Regions from separate parts of the Sus scrofa genome. Here region 2 is linked to region 1. A link is a contact called in public Hi-C data. All regions are on one chromosome and are shown on one strand. Each heading gives the region's core, a stretch centred on a gene start, on an enhancer-like site or on the middle of the called end of the contact. The rest is flanking DNA. Distances are from core to core; before and after follow the strand shown. Region 1 holds the start of EIF4A3 (eukaryotic translation initiation factor 4A3). Region 2 holds the start of CBX2 (chromobox protein homolog 2).

Region 1 (5,389 bases), core at 2,011-4,510:
TTTCTCTAGCTTACTTTATTGAGGGGGTCAATAAATACAGTATATAATACATATAATACAGTATAATACATATAACACACGACATGCTAATCAACTGTTCATGTTATTTGGCAGGCTTCCGGTCAACCGTAGGCTATTAGAACTTAAATTCTGGGGGAGTCAAAAGTTATACCTGGATTTCTGAGTACACAGGGGGTGGGCACCCCTAACTCCTGAGTTGCTCAAGGGGCAACTGCGAAGGCTTGTATCCAGCACAACATGGAGCATATTTTAACAAAGAGGGCAAAGAGCCAGGCGTATTCAAAACCCGTCTGCTGCTGATAAAGCAAACTGCACCGTGTTTGAACGGGAAAAACCTCCTCTCCTGAGAGGAGCTCTCATCCTGGCTGCGATTTCCCAGAGGCCTCTCTCCCGCACAAAGAAAACACAGCTCCCTATGACATATCGTACCCACCGCCAGCCCCCAGCTCCTGCAAGAGCGCAGGTACACTCTTTACCATCCCAAGGAGGCCTTCCGGTGGCGGCGGGGGGCGGGGGCAGCACCCTCTGTCTTGGGCACCTCAGCTCCCACCTGGGGGAGGGGCCATCCCTCGGGATTAGATGAACTCCAAGGGGGATGAAGGTCAAGTCAACCTGGTTTCCACTGTTTCCCTAAAGAGTGGTGTCCCCAACCCTGCACCCCCACACCCACCCCAACTCTTGTCCTCTTCATGGACTCTGGCCTAAACAGCTGAAACGTTATTGGGCCCAAACCAAAGGAAGAGGTCTTTCAGTTGTGTGTTCAGACATCCCGAGAAAGGGACACTGCCAGGAAAAGTACAAAATGTCCTAAAAGTGAGACGGCAAAAGACAAGTTCAAGCGGATCATGAATAAGATTAAAAAATCTCTGAACGGGGGCAGAAGAGGCAATTCTTTCTTCCCCTCCCCTTTGGTACCAGACCCATAAACTCCGTGGTCTTCCATTTACTCTCCCCCACACGCCTGACAAGGTTATTTCACCTACTGTTTAGTACCTAGAGCAGCACCGTCCAAGAGGAATATCTTCTGTAATTAAGATGGTTCTGGTAGACGTATTTGAAAAAGGAAAAGAAATGGGTTAAATCGATTTAAATAACACGGTTTAACTCATGTATCTAAAATACGAACATTCCTACATATAATCAATATAAAAATTATTAACGAGGTCTTTCTTGTTCTTTTTTTCTTTTTAGGGCCACACCCGCAGCATATGGAGGTTCCCAAGCTAGGGGTCTAACTGGAGCTACAGCTGCTGGCCTACGCCACAGCCACAGTCACACTAGATCTGAGCCACATCTGCAACCTACACCACAGCTCACAGCGATGCCAGCTCCTTAACCCACTGAGCGAGGCCAGGGATTGAACCAGCAACCTCATGGTTCCTAGTTGTATTCGTTTCTGCTACGCCACGACAGGAATTCCTCTCGTTTTCTTATACTAAGTCTGAAATTTGTGTGCGTTTTACAGCACAGCCCTAGGACAGTTCGCAAAACAATGTGGGCTACTTCAGAGAGGACACGGATAACCCCTCTGTGGAATCGCAAGACCTGAGAATACTTTAATCCACTGCACAGGCTGGGGATTGAACCCATGCCCTCCGCAGCAACTTATTCTGTATACATTTGTATTTTATTCACTTTAAAGTCTAAGAAAGAAATTCAGATTTATAAATATTTAATTTTTTTTTTTAAGGTCTGAACCGTGGTGTATGGAAATTCCTGGGCCAGGGATTAAAATCCCTGCTGCAGCTGGGAGTTCCTGTTTTGTCTCAGTGGGTTAAGGATCTGGTGTTGCTGTGAGCTGTGGTGTAGGTTGCAGAAGCTTGGATCCCAAATTGCTGTGGCTACTATAGGCAGGCAGCTGTAGTTCCGATTTGACCCCTAGCCTAGGAACTTCCATATGCTGCAGGTGTGGCCCTTTAAAGAAAAAAAAATTCAAGCTGCAGCTGTGACCAACTGTGGCAACCTGGGATACTTTAATCCACTGCACAGGCTGGGGACTGAACCCATGCCCTCCGCAGCAACTTACTCTGTGCCACAGCTGGAACTCTAAGGTTTGAGTAATACTGGCATTTTTTTTTTTCTTGCTTCTTAGGGTCACACATGCAGCATACGGAAAATCTCAGGCTAGAGGTCAAATTGGAGCTATAGCTGGCGGCCTACACCACAGCCACAGCTGTGCCAGCTCTGAGCCACATCTGCAACCTACACCACAGCTCACGGCAACGCCAGATCCTTAACTCACTGAGCAAGACCAGGGATCGAACCGTGTCCTCATGGATGCTAGTCAGGTTCTTAACCCACTGAGCCACAAGGGGAACTTCCCATACTAGCATCCTTATCAGGCACGTTTATCAGGTCAATTTTCTTGCAGAGTCTGGACATATTCTAAGGTCTGGGCCAGAGCTTCAGGAAAAGACCTCATTTACTTGTTTGCTGTCAACAAACTGCAAACCTCTGCACTCTTATGCCTGATTTTAATGGATAATATGATCACCCAGTTTTCACTGAATTAACCTTCACAACAGGAAAGCGTTTAAGCACTCCTGGAAAGAGGCTGTGAATTAAAGATATGCCCAGGATGGGAGCCAAGCAAACAATGAGAAAGGACGGAGCTGGCACTTGGGCAAGTACAAGTTTCACAAAGTTATCGCTGTTCTCACACAACACAGATGAACGTCCGTCAAGTGATGAAATCGGTTCAGAGGCCAGTTTTGCGGTACTTGATTTTAGAGGCACTTGAAGTTTTAGAGAAGCATGGCCCACGGGGCCATGTTTACACGGGATAATGAGCGCAGGCAGGGACCAGCACCCGGGTGCCTCCTCCCGGCAGGGGCGCCCTGGCGCACGCCGCAGCTCGTCTGCAGGAGTTCCAGTTCTACCCTGCCGCGCTGAGGAACCGGTAATGCGGCCAGGTAACCGGTAACCCTCCGCGCAACAGCCCAGCCCAGAGCCCAAGCCGAGGGACCCGGGCGAACCCCGGCGCCTACCTTACGCGGGTGCGGGGAGGGGCGGGGTGTGGCCAGGGGCGGGGCCCGCGGATCCCGCGGAACCCCTCCCCCTCGAGAGCTGCGGCACCGCCCCTTTCCCCTTTCACGTGACCAGGAGCTCCCCGCCCCTTCCGAGCGCGGCTCCGACGCACGCTCCTACGCAGGCACGCGCGCGCGATGCCGTCAGTTCCTGGCGGCGGCGACGGCGCGGCGCTCTACTTCCGCTTCCCGGTGCGGCGCGCAGTCGGTTCTCAGCCCGCTCGGCATCATGGCGGCCACGGCCACGATGGCGACCTCAGGCTCGGCGCGGAAGCGGCTGCTGAAAGAGGAAGACATGACCAAAGTGGAATTCGAGACCAGCGAGGAGGTGGACGTGACTCCCACGTTCGACACTATGGGCCTGCGGGAGGACCTGCTGCGCGGCATCTATGCCTACGGTCGGTGGGCGCGGGGCGCGGGCTGCGAGCGCCCGCCGGAGAGCATGGGCCCGGCCGAGGGCTGGGTCCCGAGACTGGGAGTGTGGCGGTCCTGAAGGTCGGGGATCCGGGTTGGGGCCGAGCCCGGGGTGGGTCACGGGTGACCCCTTCCCTCACCACGCGTATCCACCCCCATCTGTGCCGGCGGGTTCGGGTGTTGTCCTCCCGGCAGCGCGCCCTGCTGGGACCCAAGAGGGCTGCAGGGTCCTTTGGGCACTTGGGAGTCATTCATTCAGCGGATAACTGTCTTGTATCGGCCAGGTGCGCGGCTCTAGGTACTCGGGGCTTAGTAGGGAACCAGACAGGTTCGTGCCCTTAGTTAAGTTAGCTTAAGCCTTAGTTTAAGTTACATTTGGGAGGAGGACTGTATAATCGATGGTAATGGCTACGGAGAAAATTAAGCGGGATAATTGGTTCAAGCTGCGCGGAGGAGAGAGTTAAACTAGTAGAGCAAATAGGCAAGGTGGCTGCCAGTAGGGCCTGGCATTTGAACTGAGACTCAGCTAAGGAGCCCGTTATGAGAAGGTTATGTTAGAATTGGGCAGAGGGGGCAGCTGGTGCCAGGTCCTGCAGCCCGGAGCCGGGGACATTCCAGGAACAGAATCTCCTGTCCTCCCTGTGGGGAGGGAGGAGGGGGCCACATCTTGAAGAGTGAAGTCTGGGGTGATAAAGAGAGTGCATTTTATTTCTGAGTGCAGTGGGGGAGGCCATTGGAGGGTCTCATGCAAGGAAGCGACAGGACCATATTTAGTTAGAAGTGAATTGGGGTGTCTGATGTGGGTGGAGGTGAGGCGGGAGAGCAAGCAGGGAGATGCTAGGAGGCTTTTTGTTCCAGTCCGGGGGAGAGATGATGGTTTTCTGGTGGAGATGGATGTAAGCAGCAGAGGAAAATCCTAGGTGTGTGGCTGATGGGACCGGTGATGCTGCCCTCTGCTCAGGCAGGGAGTAATGGTGGGAGCACTTCTTGAATGAGGGGAGCTTGAGGGACCTGTGAGCCATCAGTTGTCCTAGCTGGGAGCCTCGGAAGAGGCGGGGTTGGGGCTACTCTCCGGAATGAGCAGCATCCGTGCTTAATGCCTGGGACTGGGGCATCTTTTTTATCCAGCAGTCCTTGAGTCAGGACAGTTTAGTGCAGAGAAGGTGCTGAGGGAACGGGAGGTGAACTATAGCAACTAAGCCTTGTAGTGAGGCTCACAGCCCACCTGCCTCTTGGGATCTAGGGCCTCCCTTCCCTGAAACACCTGCTGCGTCATCATGAGGGGTTTAAATCACATTAGATTGGCTTTTGTGTTAAGTGGGAAGTTTACTACATTTTAAAAGACTATGAGAATTATTTCATGTCCATTATTTGTACATGAAGTTTTGTTTACTCAGACAGTAGAGGGGTTGCAGTTCACGCAGCCGCATCCAGGGCAGGAGGGCATCCAGGGCGGGAGGCGTAGGTGACATTCGTTTTTAGATGATGTCACCTACCCAAAGACTTACTGCTGATAGGGAGTAGTGACTGACTGTGATGGGTTATTTAATTTAACAAGTGATGCCAAAACACCCCCAACAATGCAGGTTATTGTAATGAAGTCAAACAATGCAGTAGTAATGGAAGTAAGATGTGAGCTTCCCTCCCCCTGTTCTCCAGCAGTAACCACCTGTTAACTTTTTTTTTTTTTAAACCTAACTAGGGTCTCTGTTTGCAACAATGTTCCTCAGAGATTTTGTCTGTATAAATAAGATCATATGTTACTATAAAGAAAATCCACTGGAGTTCCCTTGCTCAGTGGTTAACAAACTCGACTAGTATCCATGAAATTGTGGGTTCAGTCCCTGGCCTGGCTCAGTGGATTAAGGATCCGGCGTTTCGGGAGCTGTGGTGGAGGTTGCAGACGTGGCTCAGATCCCAAGTTGCTG
Region 2 (5,900 bases), core at 1,525-4,024, 290 kb after region 1:
CACCTGCAGGACACTGTTAACCAGCTCTTGTGACTTGGGGTCAGGGAGTGGAGAGAGCTGCTGCCACCCGCCACCCCAGAAAGCCTGTCTTCCAGGCCACCCCCTGGGAAAGAGGCTCTATCTGGAGCAGTTTCCTGGTAATTAGAATGGGCGAGCATCATCTCACTGGGGCCTGTAAGGTGATCTCTAAAAGAATCCAATTAGTACAAGCAGGCAGAGTTCATATTCCAAGCAGCCCCAACCCGTCTCCTAAAAGGACAGGCGCACTCATGGGTCTCCAGTGACACATTAACCTGTACCCAAGGGCTCTGAACCCAATGCATCCCCTTACTCTATAAGGCTGCATCCACACACCAAGCAAATAACAGTTCCTAGTTTGCAGGGAACTCTCTGGGTGGACAGGACAACATAGAGCATCCCCTTTCCCAGTGTCCTCTCCCGCACAGTGTCAACTAGACCACCCCACGGTTCTTTTCAACGCTTGCATCTATCTCTGAGATTTGCCAACCCCAGTTGTCATCTGCTGTGCTGTAAGCATAAGTGAAGTTAAGGACACGTGGTCTCTCAACAGTTAGGACACTGTCTTACAGAGACGGTGCCAGCTCACCCCCTGAGTAATGAATTCAATACCAGTGAGCTTGGTGATTAACTTTTTCAAAAGTACTGAGACAAGCCATATGCTCATCTTATTTTCTCTCCCCCCCCCAAAAAAAACCCACCTCTATCTTTCTCCCCATTGCCATGGCCTTCTGGGACCCAAAATGTCCTGCTACAGTGAAAAAAAAGTCGACACAGCTTGAGCCCGAGAACAGCTGGCTGGACTGACCCTACCTGGGAAAGCTTTTGAGCACCTAATTTATCTGCCTCTAGCAAGCCTGCCCCCCCCCTCCCCGACCAGCACTCCACAGACTCTCAGGCCATCACCAGCCCCTCACCACCCTTTCCCCTGAGTATCTCAAAGAGGCCTCTCTTAACCCAAGTCTCCTCCTTAAAAATAGATATGACATCTAGAATTACAAAAGCAAATTCGGCCCCTGAGACAGGCAAGGGGGCCCCCGTGGTGCTCACATAATACCAGCTGTTTCGCAGCCCAGAGAAAAATAAGGAACCAGGAAGGTTCATTTTGGCAAGTCTGGCTGTCACAAAGATCCAAAGCAACACTCCGTGGCTCTCAAGGTCTGGACACAGTGCTGGTCAGCTGAGGGAAAGTGTGGGGAGGACGCATCTGGGACCTCAAACCACAGCCCAAGTCCAGGACCCCTTGAGGGCCGGCACCATCCAGCGCCACTGGGTGACAGACCAGGGTCCCCCCAATGGCACGCCCCTCCCACAAGTCTGTTAACTTTCTCACTTCTTCTGGAAGGCCAGGAGCAGCCTCGGGTCCAGGATATTTTCCTCTGGCTCCCAGCTGTTGTGTCTAGAAAAGCAAAGAACAGGGCGTCCTAAAGCATCAGGCAGTGACAGGCCACTTCACAAGGCAGCCCGAGTGGGGGTGCCCCATTGCTCTGAGATCCCTGCTGGCAGCCAGGGCACTGGGCTGCTGGGGAAAGTCCCAAAGGTCCCACCCACGCTAACGATGAGCTCCTGGAGACAGGGGCTCTTGAAGCCAGCACCTTGTCCTCCAACTCAAAGGGAAACCACCACTCTACTCCCAATTAACACGGGGACTCAGGAGGACTCCCCAGTCTCCCCGGGGAGGAAAACGGATCCCAGTAAAATGGAAAGTTGCAGAGAGGGAAGCCCCCAAACCCTGGCCAGGAGCCAGGGAGGGAAGGGAAGGCTCGTCCAGGATGCAGGGAGGGGGCGGCCGAGCGGCAAAGACACGCGGCCCAAAGATTAAGAACAACATTGCTGGTGCCCAGGCGAACACGGGCTGGGGCGCCCGGAGAGGAAAGCAAAGAAAGAAAAGTGGGGTCTAGAAGAAAGGGGAACTGGGTCTGCGAGATCGTCTGCAAATAGAGCCCCTTCCGGGATGCCAAGTCCCCTCCCTTACATTAAAAAAGAGAAAAAAAAAAAAAAAAAAAAAGCAGCACTACATCCATCAATAGAAAGCTCAGGTTACAGCGGGGAAAATACGAACAAGAGGAGGGGGGCTCGCACCCCGCGGGGAGGGCTGAGGCGGGCGGGGGCGCATGCAACAAATGGGCGCGGGAGGAGTGCGCGGAGCCGGAGGGGCGCGGAACCGGCAACGGGAGAGGCGGCCCGGGCGCCAGGAACCTAGCTGGGCGAACTGGAGGAGGTTCCGGAGAGGCCTTCCAGCCCCGCGCCCCGCAGGCCAGTAAACAAAGGGCACCCCGTGCACCCCCTCCCGCCAAGCCCGAGGAGCCCGCGGAGCCCCGGCAAACTTCCCGCCCCGCGCGCGGACTCCCCCAGACAGCGCGGCCGAGGGACCCCCACGTCGTCCTCCACCCTCCAGACCGAGGTGGCGCAGGCAGGAAGGCGGGCGCTGCATTGTTGGGGACTCACTTGGAGGACCAGCCGCGCCACTTGACCAGGTACTCCAGCTTGCCCTGCAGGGAGAGAAGAGGCGCGTGAGCCGGGGCGAACGGGCGCGGGCGGGCACGGGCCGGGCCGCACGCACCTTGCGTAGTCGCTTGCTCAGGATGCACTCGGCGGCGAAGACTTGCTCGCCCACGCTGCTTAGCTCCTCCATGCTGCCGCGCGCCGCGCCCCGCCCCGACCGCGGCGCCCACCGCTCCCCGCACCGCCACCGCCGCTGCCGCGCGCCCCGCCGGCCGCACACAAAGCACCGCCCCCGCCCCGCGCAGGCCCGCCCCGCGCACGCGCACCGCCGCCGCGCGCCGCGCGCCGAGAGCCGAGGCCAGCCGCCCGCCCCATCCTCCCGGGCCGCCCCGATCCGGCGCAGGCCAATGAGCGCGCGGGGGCGGTGCCGGGGGCGGGGCGCTCATTGTTCAAGGAGGGCTCGGCTTCGCGCCCGGGCTTGGGGTCCCGCGCGCCTGGTCTGGCTGTAGCGGCGCGGGCGGTGATGGGGGTCCACCGAGCGCAGGCGGGTCTTTTGCGAGGAAGAAGGAAGCGCCCGGTCGTTTCGGGCCTGGGGATCGTCAGCCGAGTCCCGGTCTCCGGGGTGCGCCCGGCCTCCTCCGAACTTCGTTTTCCGGGCAAAAAGCCATTGTTCTGGGCCGAAGTGGGGGAAGTCAGGACGCGGCTAGGCTGCTGCTTCCTGCCCGGGTTTCTGAGGGACGCTGCTTGGGGCGCGGAGGGCCCACCCGCCCTCCGCCTTTTTGAACTTGGTCTCTGTCGGTCTCGGGCAGTCGTGCTATTTTGCGCGCGAGCAAAACGGGCGAGGGGGGCGGGGAAGGAATGGGAGACCAAGTACTTGGGAAGGGGATGAACCGCAAAAACCGAGCAGCCCGGCTCCCCCCTCACTCTCCTCAAGGAGAGAGAGGAGAACGTATCAGCTGAAAACGAATGGCTCTGCGTTCTTATTTTAAGTTGTGAAGAGTGGCACCGAGCCCCCAAGTTTTAGGCAGCACGTAGGGGGAAAGCAACTGCACCTTTTCTTAATTTGTTTCACGATTTTAAGCAAATGAATGTGGGGGAGACGGGATGGTGATTCGAGGAGCTTGTTCTAACCTAGAACTAAGTCTTTAATGGGCCTGCCCGGATTTGGCAGTCCGTGCCCTTTGGATCAATTACAGGCTGCAGAGAGACTGGACCGCGCTTTGGAATGGGGGTGGCCTGGAGTCTTGTGGGTTCAACTTCAGCAAACACCCTTTTATTTAGTGCTTTTGAGATCCCCATTCCCTGAGCAACTTTCCCCTTAAATCATTTAGATCTTGAATCAGAGCAAGTCGAACGAATAATAAAGGAGATATACGTTAGCCCTAACTTTTCCACAAATGAAGGTGATAGATGGCAGCTCTTTTTCCACATCAGTACGATTTTAACTCAAAAAAAATTTTTTTTCTGGTTTTGCTCCTCCCTTGGATGCAGCTGCAAAATATTCTCTCTGTTGAGCAAATCAAAAAGTCGTTTCTTGTTACAGGAGACTGTCTCTAGGTAACTGTAATCATTAAAACCATGTTTATAAAGGATTCTGCAGGAGAGATGTATTTCTGTCGTTTTAACAGGAAAGGCCTACTGTAGAAAATTTGGAACTGCTGGAGCCCATCTTTCAATTTCTGGCGTGTTCATTAGTTTATTTGGTTAAATGGGTTCCATTCATTTGGTATCTGGAGAGAACTTGGGTAACATTTTGGAGCCCATCTTTCAATTTCTGGCATGTTCATTAGTTTATTTGGTTAAATAGGTTACATTCATTTGGTATCTGGAGAGAACTTGGGTAACATTATTTGGTTAAATAGGTTACATTCATTTGGTATCTGAGAGATATTGTTTGCAAAGAAGGTGGAAAGAGGGAAGGTTGCTTCTGCGGAGGGGGGGGGGTTGGGCCGCTCACTTGGGTGGGGCTGCAGCCCAGAATCCCTGTTTTGGGATAAAAGCTGCGCTCCTGGGGTAGAGAGAGAGCCTCCTACAATCTCTCTCCAGCTCTTTGTATCCCCATCTTGTGGAGCCAGGCAATAAACTGTGGGGATGAGGCCAAAGGTGTATTTATTGTCATCCTGCAAATAGCTGGATCAGTTTCAACTCACATTTCCTTGCAGAAGTCATCTTGGGTGTGAGGTTTTTGCTCTGGAAGCTTCCAGTTTCCTCTTGGTGAAGTATGGCATCCCGGGATACTTGCTTAATATTTTTTTTTTTTAAAGAAAAGAAAGCTTTTAGACAATGCTTTCTTCCTCTAAGAAATAATTTGTCTAGAATTTGATTGTAACCCATTGGGAAAAAAAATCAATTTCCTGGAAGGTTTAATACATGCATCATCTATCCAACTGTGAACACCCAGTTGGGTAAAATAATGTTTAGATAATTGATAGGGAGAAACAAATATGACAGATTTGACTAGAATTAAATTATCAGATAGAAAGGGTGAGGTATGATCCAAAATTTGTGAAATGCTCCTTAAAAATAAAGCTGGAAGTTGGCAGAATCGAGGAATGATTCCAGCTAATCCAATTGTGTCAAAACATGAGTTTGGGCTAAAACAGATTCCTTCTTCCGTTTTGACTGTCATATTTAAGAATTATTAAGACAAGTTAGAACTAATTATTTTCTTATTCATTCAACAAATGGTTCCTCAGCATTTGCTGTCATCTAGACACGACTGGATACAGTACAGAGTCCAGAGCAGTGCTGTCTAGTAGAACTTTCCAAGAGGATGGCAGTGCCTTAGGTCCACATTCTTCAATATGTTAGTCACCAGCCATCTGTGGCTTGTGAACACTTGAAATGTGCTGCTGAGGAATTAATTTTTTAAAATTTTATTTTCAATAAATGGAAATAGCCACGTGTAGCTAATGGTCAAGTATTGGGCATCACAGGTCCTTAGGAACGCAAGGACTATACTCCAAATGTATTTTCCATGAAAGTAATGCAGTTACTTAAATGAATCCTGGAACATGAATAGTTTACCTGCATTCCCATTTATGCTTTCCTTTCTATGAGAATGTTTAAAAAGCATATAAAAAGATATCAAAAATATAGGCATATAGGCAAACCAAAATACTCCTTTTAATGCCCCTTTTTTTTCCATGAAAGTAGCAATGCCAGTGACAATACTAACTAATTAATATCTGAAATACCACTAAGAAAGGTTAAATATTTTCTTGTTGCTCTTGCGGATCGGGAAGCAAAGATGCCGTGTCAAGAAAGGAATAATGGAACAGGTGTTATTCTCAAATCAATGGAAAAGTTAGGAATTGAGATAAAGTCAGTCCCCTCGACCCGTCAGCTTTGGCAGTTGAAATGAAATAACATTAACTACTCCTTACAAAACAGTTTCAGGCAGCTTTTAGTTTTTCTACAGATACTGTCTCATCAGA

Evidence for each region. Hi-C and Micro-C count contacts between places; a contact is called where the count stands out from the background.
Region 2: a Hi-C map of liver shows a contact between it and region 1, with 7 times the contacts expected there. The contact joins the promoter of CBX2 here to the promoter of EIF4A3 in region 1. A contact is called at or near these places in 2 of 47 Hi-C or Micro-C datasets (heart right ventricle and liver).

Annotation. Positions count from the first base shown.
Region 1 is chr12:2,282,419-2,287,807 of Sscrofa11.1, forward strand. It overlaps EIF4A3 (eukaryotic translation initiation factor 4A3), which reads left to right and starts at 3,261. Exons shown (of 12, transcript NM_001100193.1): 1 at 3,261-3,445. The coding sequence starts at 3,277. It overlaps LOC106505378 (a long non-coding RNA gene), which reads right to left and starts at 1,230. Exons shown (of 2, transcript XR_002336940.1): 1 at 1,015-1,230.
Region 2 is chr12:2,577,562-2,583,461 of Sscrofa11.1, forward strand. CBX2 (chromobox protein homolog 2) reads right to left here and starts at 2,775. Exons shown (of 5, transcript XM_021066506.1): 1 at 2,582-2,775; 2 at 2,467-2,510; 3 at 1,352-1,417. The coding sequence starts at 2,653.